Linked DNA regions of Mus musculus: region 1 is linked to region 2. A link is a contact called in public Hi-C data. All regions are on one chromosome and are shown on one strand. The core of a region is the stretch at or near the end of the contact, and the rest is flanking DNA. Distances in the headings are between cores, read along the strand shown. Region 1 holds the start of Gm36568 (a long non-coding RNA gene). Region 2 has its middle 79 kb from the start of Kcnf1.

Region 1 (6,532 bases), core at 1,151-3,650, 130 kb before region 2:
AGTATATAATTTACAATTAATTATTTAATAACTACAATAATTATTATATTAATAATATGATTATAACATCTCTCTCTTTCTCTCACTTCCTTCCTCTAAATGCTTACATATTAACCTTCCTTGCTTGCCATCAAATTCATGGTCTTTTTTTCATGGATTTTTGCATGCACATATATGTCTATACAGATGTATTCTTAAATATAACCTGTTCTGCATCTATAATGTTGTTTGGATGTGTTTTCAGGACTGAGAGTTTGGCATTGATTAACCTGTTTTCAGTTTTGAGGTAGAGCCTCATACTGAACCCCAGGTTGGGTTTCTAGTCACTCTCTTCCTGCACTAGACTCCTAAGGCTGGGCTTACAAGTGGACAGTCCCACACCTGGCTTCATCTTCTTGGCTACATGTGGTCTTCCAACACATCTGCTTCCCCAGTGAATAATGTCCACAGGCTCTCTTGGTTTGGGAGCTATCCTCTTTGGAACTCTGGTTGCTTTGACCTGTGAGCTCAGGCTCTGTAAGGATGTCGGCTATTCTATGTAAGGGCAGCTCAGGTTGGTAGGAAGAGTCCAGGGTGGGGCCTTTGCTGGTCAGAGAGTGCTATAGAGAGGGCACCCAGATGAGACTGGACTAGGGGGGCCTTTCCTGTGTGCCATCTTCCTGCATGATGCCTGCTCTGATAAAGGCTGTTCCACTGACCCCCTCAGGGAAGAGAAAACTTGGGACAGCCATCCTTTCAGAATTCAGTACACCTTGGGGTATGTGTGTGTGTGTGTGTGTGTGTGTGTGTGTCAGGGGGGTGTCTCTGTCATCACCTGTTTTTGTTGGATCCCAGAAAGGTCCCTGCTTTTATTTGCTATTATTTCAGATTCTAGACGCAGCAGCCTGACTGAACAAAGGCTCATAGAAGCAAGAGACAGGAATTAAGAGACTCCTTTTCCCTTGGGCAGGAGAGGTGGCTCAGTGGTTAAAATCATTCCTTGCTCTTCTAGAGAACCTGGGTTTGATTCCTAGTGCCTAAACGCTGGCTATCAAATGTCTTTAACTACAGATCCGTATGATCTAGTGCCCTCTTCCAGCCTCTGTGGCCTGTACATGAGCATGCAGCCAAAACACCCACACACATAAAATAAAAATAAATGAGGAAGTCAGGTGTGGTGGTGCACGCCTTTAATCCCAGCACTCAGGAGGCAGAGGATTTCTGAGTTCGAGGCCAGCCTGGTCTATAAAGTGAGTTCCAGGACAGCCAGAGCTATACAGAGAAACCCTGTCTCGAAAACCAAAGAGAGAGAGAGAGAGAGAGAGAGAGAGGGCACTCCTCTGCCCCTCTTTGCTGTTTCTCATTGGTTATCCTTTAGGCTGTAGCATCCTAGTCCGTTACCCCAACATCAGAGTTGAAACCACCATCAGCCTTCATCATAACACACCTTGGTGCTGCTCTCTGGTCATTTACGTAGTTTTATTTTCCAGACTCCCCAGCACAGATTTGATGGTTCTCCCCCAAGATTTTCAGAAAGAACAGTTGGTGGACTGTTTAACGGAAACACCAGTGGATTGTCTGAATTCTCTGCCTGCAGAGACCTTACTTTGATGTTTCTGTCAGCTGTGGCTGCTGTGGCTGTTACTTAATGCTTATTGTGTTTTCTATATGTGAAAGACCCAACTTAAATCAGTTTTAATCTTCCGTGTGTGTGTGTGTGTGTGTGTGTGTGTGTGTGTGCGCGTGCGCGCGCGCGCGCGCCAGAGGTCCTCAGGATATCATAGTCTCCTACTGGCCTGGTGCTCAGAGGTTAAGTTAGGCAGTTTGGCAAGCAGACCCCAGGGATCTGCCTGTCTTCGCTTCCCTGGGTCGGATTACAATGTGTGCCACCACACCAAATTTAAGTCCTCAGGCTTGGATGGCAGCACTTTAACTGAGCCACATTCCTAGTCCCACCCCATTCTGGTCACGCCTTTGGTCTGAGCCCCTGTCCAGTGTTAGGAGTGTTCTGGGCTGTGGGAACGGGCTAGCTTTGTCTTCTTGGCTGCCTGAGACACAGCTTCGGATGCCACCGGAGGCAGCCTCTGCTTCACTCTTGCTGTTTGTTTTGGTCCTAGGGTTTCTCTTCCCTTAAAATTTCTCATGTTGCTTCAAGGGGGTGACTGCCTGCACCCTTCAGTGTGCTTCCCCTAACTCACACGCTACCTTGTGGATGGTCCAGGACGGTGCTTTTATGCTGCCAGCTCCTGCGTGCTATTGAATCAAACTCTGCTTCCATTTACCTTGTTCTGTGGTGGATCCTGGGATCCAGCTACTCTCTATGGGCATTCCAGCCTCAGTCAAGAAGGGAATTTGTTAATTGTGGGACTGAGACACAATGCTGCTCTAATGTAGGAGCACTTGTGCCAGCTCAATTATTCATGCTCCTTGCGACTATTTTTAAAAGTATAGTCTGTAGGCAGTGAGTAATTATACACCGGTAGATGTTTCAAGTCTTTAAAAAAATGTCTTATTTTCTAATTCTAGGTATCTGGTTAGGGTAATGGGCATTTTTATTCAGATGCAATGAAAAAGCCAAGTATTTGCACAAAAAATTAAATATGGTATTGAAGTCATAGCTGTTCCAGCTTGTAATTACAGGCTATGATAGCATCCGCAGTATCCCTCCTGCTAAAGTCTGAGTCACTGCTGCCGCCCTGACCCTGGGGTAGAGCCAGCAGAAGAAGAGGGCAGTGAGGATTTGTGGCTAAAGAGCTTGGTTCGTGTCCTGGCCATGTTCATTACCACAGGCCTTGCCAACCAAGGCTTGCAACCTTCTGGTGCATACTTCCCTCCAGTGCAAGTCTGACTGGAGCATCCTCTCCGTCCCCCCCTCTGCCTCCCCTTCCTCTTCCCACTTCCTTTCCTTTTGATGTATGAGAGAGGCATCAAGAGCAACAGAGTCAGAGGACTAGTGGGAAGTGTCCTAGTGTCAGAGGACAGCGGGGGGTTCTTCTAACCATGGGCTCCATATAACCAAACAGCACATGAAGAATAATGGCTGGTGTCATTGGGAATGTCCTGAAAGGACAGAGACCCATGGCCACCCATGGTCCAGGCCTGTGAGCCTCAGGCCTTTCCCAGCCCTCTGGCCCACTTCCACTGTCAGGAGTTTATTTCTCTTTATCTCTTTAAAAAAAATCTCTCTGTGTGTGTGTGTGCGCGCATATATACATTTCATACAAATGTGTGTGTAGTATTTCTCTTTCTTAGTTAGCCTTTAAGATCCATCATTATCCATGTGTCCTTAGTCCAGAGCTTTTTTTCTGGTACACAAGAACCTTGACATTTCAGTGGGTGCCCTCCAGGCTCTGGTCCATGTCTGTAATCCTCCCTCCCTCCCTCCCTCCCTCCCTCCCTCCCTCCCTCCCTCCCTCCCTCCCTCCCTCCCTCCCTCCCTTCCTTCTTTCCTTCCTTCCTTCCTTCCTTCCTTCCTTCCTTCCTTTGTTCCATACCTTCCTTTAAAATATTTATTTTTATTTATGTGTATGTGTTTGTCTATATATGCTCTCTCTCTGTCTCTCTCTGTTTCTCTGTGTCTCTGTCTCTGTCTGTCTCTGTCTGTCTGTGTGTGTGTGTGTGTGTGTGTGTGTGTGTGTGTGTGTGTGTATGCTCTTGCGCATATAGAAGTTTGAAGTATATTCTGGAAATCAAACTCTGGTCCCCTGGAAGAGCAGTAAATGCTCTTAACCATCAAGCCATATTTACAAACCCACCTTTTGTTTAAGACGAGATCTCACTTTATAGCCTAAGATGGCCTGGTGCTCATTATGTGGCCCAGGCTGTCTTCCAACTTGTGACATCTTTCTGTCTTAGCTCCTCAAGTGCTGGGATCTATTTTGTAGTAGGATTAACAAAATGATGTGTGCTGCTATTGTTTGCTTGATTATAAAGTGGATCGATTAAGATCAGCAAAGCCTGTGTGTTAAATCTGACACCATCAAAACCTTGAGATGCCCTTTCTTACCTAGCTGATCCCATAATATAGAATATAGAATACTCTTTTAAAATAGAAGCAGGGATATTTCTAATATAGGGATTACTGCAGTGGAGGTAGATCAGTGTGAGACAGGACTATGGCAAAGCTTAGCTTCTGCCACTGTCCCTAAGAAGAGAATTTGGGGCCCCACTCAGCAGGAAGGACCTGCTTGACTGTGACCAAGTTTTTACAAGGGAAACGTTTATGTGGTTCTAGTTAAAAGGGAGTGGGCAGAGAAGCTGAGAACTTCATGTCCAGGAGGCCTTGTCTGAGGGACAGTACTCTGGCCAAGATGTCTCATGGCAGCATGTAGCGTTGGGCTGGGTAATAGCTCCCCAGAACTACCTCTTCTCCATCCTAGACTCTGAGCTCTCTCAGCCAGCTCCCTCAGCTCCCTCATATCCTATCTGAAGAGTGCTCCTTGTAGGACAAAAGAGGCTTTCTTTATAAAATCAGGATGCAGGCTCCTAAGTGGGCATGTGCAAGAAGACTCACTGGAGACAAAGAATAGAACTGCCATTTGTGCCCGAGTCTGTCTGTTGTTCATCACCCCCCCATTTTTCTTTGGGACAGGGCCTTCCACAAGCTGATCTGAAACTCAAAAACTTTGTCTTAGCCTTAGTGCATGGGCACATGTGTGTGCATTTGTATAGAGAGAGAAGAGAAGGAGAAATCTTAGTTGGAACTATCATTCCTTTAGAGAAATCTATTTTCCTGTTTTGGTGGGAATAGTGTATAATCTCTCATTTGCCTTTACAACAGACCCATGAAACAGATAGACATATCCAGGTGTATAGCCATACCTGCTATGTATACCTATTAATATCATTTCCATCTACTCAATGCAAATGGAGGTCCAATCACTTGAATTTGGAAGGGCACATTGCCACTAGGGGTCCTTGGTCCACCTCATGTAACTGTTCCTACTTGATCTATTGCTGTGGTTCTCAACCTGTGGGTTTTGGCATTTTGGGGATTGCATCTCAGATATCCTGCATATCAGATATTTATACTACAATCTATAACTATCAAAGTTACACTTATGAGGTAACAATGAAATAATTTTATGGTTGAGGTTCCCACAACATGAAGAGCTGTATTAAAGGTCTGCAGCATTAGGGAGCATTAGAGCCGCTGCTCTATCAGCTAGCCCTTATTTCTGCATATGGTATTTGCATCATTATATCAGGGCCATCCCAAGGAGAGAAGCAGAAAGCAGCCTCCCTGGGAGGCTGTCTTGGACTTTCTCACGGTGACTGTAGGATTGAGGAACTATGTTCTTCTAGAGCCCATCTGGACCCTTTGGCCAGGAGCAGGCTAGCCAGGCTAATGCCCTGCTGGGAGACACTTTTGCTCATATATGAATCACCAGACAGCCCACTTTGTGAAGAGACAAGGATAGAATACAGAAGGCTGGTGTACCATGCTTCCATCTTACCCATAGTTGCCAAGGCAACCAGAGCCTACTGTTTCTTAGTAACCACGCCTCCCAAAATAGCCTCCATTGGTGCCAGCCAGGGATCTGTATCCACAACACAATCATTTTTACATGTTTTGAGGAGAAGGGCAAGGGGTCCCTTTACATCGCTTAAGGTTATACACTATGGATGCTGCCCTTCCTCAGCCGAGTTTGAGCAGGTGAAGAATTACAGTCTCCACCCCAGGAGACCAGCATAAGCTCAGGGAGAGAGAAAGGACTTGCTCAGGTGATTGGCAGGTCTCAGAAGTGAAATGGCAGCAGCAACTACAACCACTACCACCACCACCACCACCACCACCACCATCACAACAACAACAACAACAAACTCAAAACACCAGACCCTCTGAGATTACTGGCCAGAATGCTGCCTTCTCCCAACTCTGTCTGTCTTTTTATTCACAGGTGGAGGAAGTGCTGAATCTAGTCAACCCTGTGGCTAAGGTAGGCTATATTGAGGTCTTGCTTGTCGGTACCATCCCAACCTTTAGACTCTTCTTGTCAGTGGGTACCATCTCCATCTTCTAGACTCGAAAGCTGGCTGAAGGTTTTACAGATGTAGAGGGGTGGATGACTTTTACGGCCTTCCCTAGCCCAGGGGTGAAGACGGACTTGCTATAATGATAAATCCTCTCCTCTGGCTAGTACACAGGTGACTGGCCCCAGCCAAAGGAGGTGGGAGCCGATCTTTGTGGACCTGGCATTTCTCTGTAGAAAGTCATCACCAAGAACAACTTCCTACCCTGGCAAGGGTTCCTTTTGTGAGTGATGTCACCTATGTGATGGTCACGAGGAGGAGCACTGCTGGTCGTGCTAAGTGAAGGAGGAGATGGCTTTGAAGTCAGGTTTCCTTTCTCTAACCGTATTGTTGGGTCCCTGCTCTTGCACTTGTGGCCTCCTGCAGCGCACCAGAGTTCTATCCAGTATGTCCTTCACTTTGCCTTGGGCCACAAGCCTGTTGGTGCTGGCTGTATGTTCCTCACACTCTTCCCCAAGTCTAGGGGGCATGGAAAGGTCACTGAGAATCAGGCTGGTTCTCCAAATGCTTAGCAGTGGGA
Region 2 (6,688 bases), core at 1,810-4,309:
TTTTGTTCACAGCACTGTAAGAGCCACTGTCATGAGATATCTATCCCCTCTGTCTTCCCAATCTGCAGACACCATGGCAAATGACATCTTCCCCCCCCCCCTTTTTTGTGAGTTCCCTGTTTCCTTTGATCTTGTTGATAACTCTTGTTTTTTCTTTTGTAGCTTGATTTAAAAGTTAAAATGGCAAATATCTCATTTCATCCCCATCAGGAGAAGTTGTGGGACTTCAAAGGCTGACACCAAAAGAAAGAAGAGAGGCTGGGGCTGTGATTTATTTATGGAATAGTCAGTTCCTGGTTAATTTGCTCATTAATTTCATGAGTACATGAGCTTGGGAAGCGCCAGAGCATCCCAGTGACTTGTGGCATCACAAGGGGGTGGTGGCATCATCAACACCATCCTTCCTCTGTGAATGCAACTGAAGGGAGAGGGGAAGGGCCTGTGCTGGGGTGCCTTGGTGGGTTCATGAACAGCAGGGAGACCTATGGAAGGACATGGAGTCAAGGAAGGGATTATGGAAGAAAGGGCTGCACCTCATGAACCCTCACAGTCTGGAACTTTAAGAACTTGGGCTGGAGGAATGGTTCAGTGACTTAAGAGTACAAACTATTCTCACAGAGGACCCAAGCACAGTCCCCAGTATCTATGTCAGATGCCTGACAACTTTCCTGCAACTCTAGATCCAAGCTGAATCCAACACCTCTGATCACCACAGGCATTTGTACATGTGTGTGCGCACACACACAGACACACAAATCATCATGAATAAAATAGATCTGAAAAGAACTTGCCATAGGACCATTCAGATAACTCAAGTCTGACAACCTGAGTTCAATCCCCAAAAACTACAGTGAAAGACAAAAACTGGCTCTCAGAAGTTGTCCTTTGATCTCCACACATGGGGCAGGGGAAGAGGGACATGAAAACAAAGTAGTCTTGCAGTGGGGGTCAGGGAGGCTATTTGAGGGAATACCACTACAGGTTGACTCACATGGAGATTTTTCTGAGCCCAATCTAGCATCAGAGAAATTTCAGTTTGGGGTGAACAGATAACTTAGGACTGAGCACCCCAGCTGGGGCGAGTAGCTATAGCTTGGTTAGACCACCATGGAAAGTAGTTGGCTGCCAGCATATTCTATTTTATGACAGTATCCAATTGTGAGTAGATGTGGATTTCATCTCCCATCTTCTAGACTCCTTTGCAGCTAGGAATAACTATGTGACATGGTAACCATGTCTGAACCACTTTCTCCAAAACACATGAATGTCTTAATTCCCAATACTATGAAATAATAGAAATAGGGTCAGTCACTTTAAATATTATCAGTTAATGGGAAGTGGCATGGGAGTAGGTGAGCCCTTACCCAATATGACTGATGTTCTTAGAAGAGGACACTGGAGCCAAATACTTTAGAGGAGCCATGTGTGATGGCTCAAGAATCACCAAGAGAAGAGCCTTTGGAAATGCATGTGAGGCGGCTTCTGGATTGGGTCAGTTGAGGTGGGAGGATCCATCCGAAGCATGGACAGTACCATCCCCTAGGCTGAGATTCTGAACTGCATGAGAAGGAGAAAGTTGAGCAGCAGCCTTCATGTCTCTGCTTCTTGACTGTGATGCAGAGGGACCAACACCTCATTTTCTCTGCCATGATGAAGTGTATCCCCTTAAACCAAAACCTGAATAAAGTCTTCCTCCCTTAAGATGCTTCAGTCTGGTATTTAATGATAACAGTAAGAAAAGTAACTAATGTGCCAGGTGAAGAAAAGCAAGGCCAATGAGGAGCTCACAAGCCAAGGAATGCCAGCAGAGGTTAGAAGAGGCCAGGAAAAATTCTTCTAGAGCCTTCAAGGGGCACATGATCCTGATAACACTTTGACTTGTATCTCTGGTTTCCAGCATGTGAGACAACACATTTGCATTGTTGTTATCCACTGATTCTGTGATACTTCGTTCCTGCAATCCCAGGAAACAGAGATGTGTTTGATAATAAAATGTAAGTGGAATCTGTCAACCCATGCCTGGCTTTATATAAGGTCTGAGGCACACACACATGTAGCATCGGAACCAAAAGCCTGTGTGCTCCACACAGCAGGGAGGCAGACAGTCCCTGGAACACCCACCTAAGATCAATATCATATCACATGGCTAACAGACACAGGGCAGAAGTGTGGAGTGGCTGATATCACTTCTTAAAGAAAAGATAGGATTACAGCAAGTGTGTGTGTGTGTGTGTGTGTGTGTGTGTGTGTGTGTGTGTGTGTGTGTTAAAGAAAGCCATAGCTGGGCTTACTAGTGCAGGTCCATCATGTCAGCTCTTTGAATAGCTAAAGCAGGAGAATTGTAAATTCAAACCTTGCCTGAGTTACAGAGTAAGTTGAAAGCCAGTCTAGACTATTTAAATGCCAGGAATGGAAGAGAGGCCTAGGGATGTAGCTTATGGATAGAGTATCTCCTAGCATTCATGTTTAATCCCCAAGACCAGGAAAAAAAAAAAGTAAGGAAGAGGGAGGGAGAAAATTAAAAAGAAAGCCTCAGGCACTGGAGAGATGGCTCAGCAATCAAGAACACTGGCTGCCGCTCCAGAGATCTTAACTTTAGCTCACAGCACACACACATGGCTGCTCACAACTGTCTGTAACTCCAGTTCCAGGGGATCTGTTGCCCTCTTCTGACTTCTGTGGGCACCAGGAAGGAACATGAAGCGTATGCATACATGTGAGCAAAACACTCATAAACATGAAGTAAAAATAGAAGCCATCCTGCAAATCACGATAGACCAAGTAAACTCACTCTCTTCTGTATTTTAAATTTTTAAAGATGAATTCAGTCTAAATAAAATTTTTACATTTAATTAAAAATTAAAAACAAAACAAGAATAATCAACACAAAGGAAGAAGTCAGGATGCCATAGAGACTGGCATTGGAAAGCCAGATGGGACCCAGGCTTGACACAAAGATAGGTTCACAGATGCTGGGGTAAAATTTATAAGCAAAGGCTGTTCACCGAGACAGCATCACATTAACTCTCTGCCACAAGGAACAGAGGATTCATGGAGCACGGAGCGGGAGGAGGCGGGTTACAATGAAGGGTGTGAATCATAGCTGTCTTTGATTCCTCTAATAACCTGACTTCCTGATGACAAAGGAAACGCACGTACAGGACCTAGCTCCGCAGAAGAGGAGGCGCTTGAGAATTAGTTACCCAAACAAGCTGTCACTCACATCCGTGGCTACAGAATGACGTGCTGGGACCCGCATGATGTCCTTACATGGCTACGTGGATCGCTCCCTCGCAGCCCATAATAGATTCCATTGCGTATTAAAACCTAATATGCACTAAAATAAGCAGCACCAAACACTGGGAGGGGGGCACTGTGTGTCTGAGGTGAGAACTGCCTTAGTCTCACATCTAATACCAGGCACCCCCCAAATAGATTCCAGATGCTCGAAGGAGTTAAATAACTATGTGAGAGGGGAGCTTGTTAAAAATAGATTTGAATATTTCTTCCAACTTCAAAGAGAGGCTAGCTTCTTCAAAATGTAATCAACAGAAGACATTTCAGAGGAAACCAACATTTGACTGTTCCATTGGATCTTTTTTATTTTTATTTTTGGAGATATGGTGCTTGTGTGTGTTCCTGTGTTTGCACGTGCGTGGTCACAGGCATGTGGAGGTCTGAGGTGGGTGTCACGTGTCTTTCTCGACTGCTCTCTATCTTATACTTTGAGGTGGGGGGGTCTCTCGTTTACATGAGGGGGTCATGGGTTCCCTACCAGAGCTAACCAGCTTGTTCTGGGGTCCCCTGCCTCTGCTTCACAAGTGCAGAAATGTGAGGCTGGCTCCATGCTGACCGGGCATTCCCATGGGTGCTCCACAGCTGAGGTCTGCTCCTCTCACTTGAGTGATAAGTGCCTTCCCCACCATGAGGCCCCTCCTGTACTTACTTCAGTGGCTTTTAAATCAGCACAACTGAGCAGCCCTAAGCTGTTAAATTCCATACAACTGTGATGCATTAGACACGAAAGCATTCGTTAAGCAGCAGGTACATACAGACATACATGCTACTTTGGCCATCCCCAGACAGCCTTCAGGGACCTTGGCTTCCCCTGGATTTTAACAGGCCTAGATGCCTTATGCCTATTTGCAAAGTGCTTCCTGGGTCAGTTTGACCTGAGATTGCCCTTCTCCATTCAAGCAGAACAGGCCATGACAGCAGCAAGATATCTGCAGCATGTGGTGAGTTTATTCAGATAAATTAGAAACTCTCCAAGGCAAGGAAAAGGAGTGGTGCACAGCTGACTGATGGTTCCCTTGAAAGACAAATGTCTCAGTAGGCTGCAGCGGAGGTGTCCTGGAGAGGACCAATATTCTGAAGCAAGAGACCACCCAAAGGGGCTGAGTTCAGGACAGGAAACCCTTCCCCCAGCAGACTATCCAGGGCCCCAAGCTGAGTCCTGGTTAGTCTCTGGGCAGGTGGTAAAGTTCTAGCCATCAGGCACCTGCAGGATCTAGTCTCAGCTCAGTCCCCTACCAGCTGGTGACCTGGGCCATGTCTGAGTGTCTTAAAAATAAGAAGAGAGGCCAAGCAGTGGTGGTGCTTGTCTTTAATCCCAGAACTTGGGAGCCAGAGGCAGGTAGATATCTGAATTCGAGACCAGCCTGGTCTACAGAGTGAGTTCCAGGACAGCCAGGGCTATACAGAGAAACCCTGTCTCGAAAAACAAACAAACAAACAAAACAAAAACAAAAACAAAAAATAAGAAGAAGAAGAGAGAAGGGATTAAATGGAGAGGTCCAGAGGTGGCACTGAGTGCTCTGGTGGTATTCCAGGACTGTACCCAGCACTCTCACCACCACTCCTGGGATGGGCTGAAGGGACACGGAACATGTGCACAATACACCTGCAGGAAGCTGAGAGATCACGGTGGAAGGGAAGAACTGCAGTGAGCGGGGTTGGGAAGCTGTCATCATATCAAAGCTGCAAAGCTGACAGGGGCTGAGAGCTACACAGAGATAAGGGAACTACCAGTACATGGCTAGGGCCATAGCCCAGGCAAGCCAAGTTCTGCTGGAGTCTCAGCTGATGTGGTAGTCTGAATGAGAATGGCCTCTATAGGTTCATATATTTGAATGTTTGGTCCCCACACTAGAACTGTTTGGGAAGGATTAAGAGGTGTGGCCATACTGGAGGAAGTGTGTCACTGGGGGGGGGGGCATTGAGGTTTCCAAAGCCCATGTTTCTCTCTGTCTCTCTGTCTCTCTCTCTGATTGCAACTTACAGAAGGATGTGAGTTCTCAGCTCCTGCTATAGCACCTTACCTGCCTGCCTGCTGCTGTATTCTTTGCCTTAATGTTAATGGACTCACCCTCTGAAACTGTAAGCAAGCCCCCAAGAAAATGCTTCCTCTTAGTTGCTTTGGTCATGGTGTCTCATCACAGCAATAGAACAGTACCTAAGACAGCTGCTGCTATTGGGGCTGCAGAGTGGAAGCAATGCAAACGCCTGGCTGCTAGGAGCATAGGAACATGAGGTACTGGATAATGTGTGGGTTCCCAGCCCCAATAGCGCCTAGTGCAGAATACTGAGCCCCTCAAAAATATACCCACCCTTAGTCCCTAGCCTGCATGTGCTGGGATGTGTGGCAAAGGAGACAAGATTGCAGTCTAATCATCGGACTTTAAAACAGGATGTTGACCAGGGTTCCATGGAGACCAGTGTCTTTAAAGGAGGCTGCGATCAGAGCTCGGTTTGGAGAGTATTGCCTCATTCAGTGTGCAGAAAGCTCTGGTTCATCCTCAGGGCTGCATAAAACCAGGCAGAATAGTTCACGTCTGTCATCTTAACACCCAGGAGGGAGAAGAAGGAGAATCCGACATTTAAGATTATCCTTTGTTATCTACAGAATTTGAGGCTATCCTGGGCTACATGAGAACTTGTCTTTAAGAAAAAAAGGCAGGGAGACAGGCATGGTGATATATACCCTTAATCCTAACACTCAGGAGGCAGAGGCAGGCAGATCTCTGAGTTCGACACCAGACTAGCCAGGGCTACATAAAGAGACCTTATCAAAAACCCCAAAACAACAAAAAACCAAACCAAAATAAACCAAGAAAGGCAGGCTGTCAGTCCTTTAGCAACAGACAGGCATCTGTGTGAGAATAGGATGGCTCCCAGAAAGCACGGGCCTGGATTTCAGCCCATGATGCTGCTGTCCATGGGTCTGAGTGATGTTAAGTTTGGGGGCTCAGAGCCACTGAGTGTGTGCACTCTGTCATGCAGCAGAGTGTCATTTCCTGACTCAAAGGAGAGCCACAGCCTCATAAGAGAGGCGATACATTGATCTATTCTTCAACATCCTTGACAAGAGACAAGCCAACAAATGCATGCTGTGTGCCTCATGGATACGAGTGTCTTAAGGAAGGGAATGAAGACCCACGTAAGCATTTAAATCTAGGTGTTTGTGCTGCTCTCAATGATTCAAAGAGATCTGTGGGGAAATCCAAAATGATGACAAGGCTAAGGGCCTGCTCTTCCCTGTCTCTGCATCACAGAAAGAAGGAGCCCCATCCCTCTATGGGGAGATCACCTCTTAGCTAGGGCCTGAGGTCTGTTTCAGAAATAGCCTTCTTAGATCTGCTACTTCACAAATTCCTTCAGCTTGAAATAGTCAAGCTGAAGCACATCC

What was found. Hi-C and Micro-C count contacts between places; a contact is called where the count stands out from the background.
Region 1: a Hi-C map of cortical neurons shows a contact between it and region 2, with 2.5 times the contacts expected there. The contact joins two enhancer-like sites. A contact is called at or near these places in 6 of 484 Hi-C or Micro-C datasets (the G1E-ER4 cell line, cortical neurons, forebrain and 2 more) and 1 of 115 datasets of contacts at active chromatin or transcription factors (embryonic stem cells).

Annotation. Positions count from the first base shown.
Region 1 is chr12:17,227,014-17,233,545 of GRCm38.p6, reverse strand. It overlaps Gm36568 (a long non-coding RNA gene), which reads left to right and starts at 5,493. Exons shown (of 3, transcript XR_381307.1): 1 at 5,493-5,635; 2 at 5,880-5,918. Within about 2 kb of position 2,400, at least 17 of the 459 cell types and tissues checked have an H3K27ac peak or open chromatin away from gene starts, as enhancers often do. A contact at or near this core is called in cortical neurons, where this site is marked.
Region 2 is chr12:17,094,517-17,101,204 of GRCm38.p6, reverse strand. No RefSeq gene overlaps it. Among named protein-coding and RNA genes, the nearest start is that of Kcnf1, 79 kb to the left of the region's middle. Within about 2 kb of position 3,059, at least 35 of the 459 cell types and tissues checked have an H3K27ac peak or open chromatin away from gene starts, as enhancers often do. A contact at or near this core is called in cortical neurons, where this site is marked.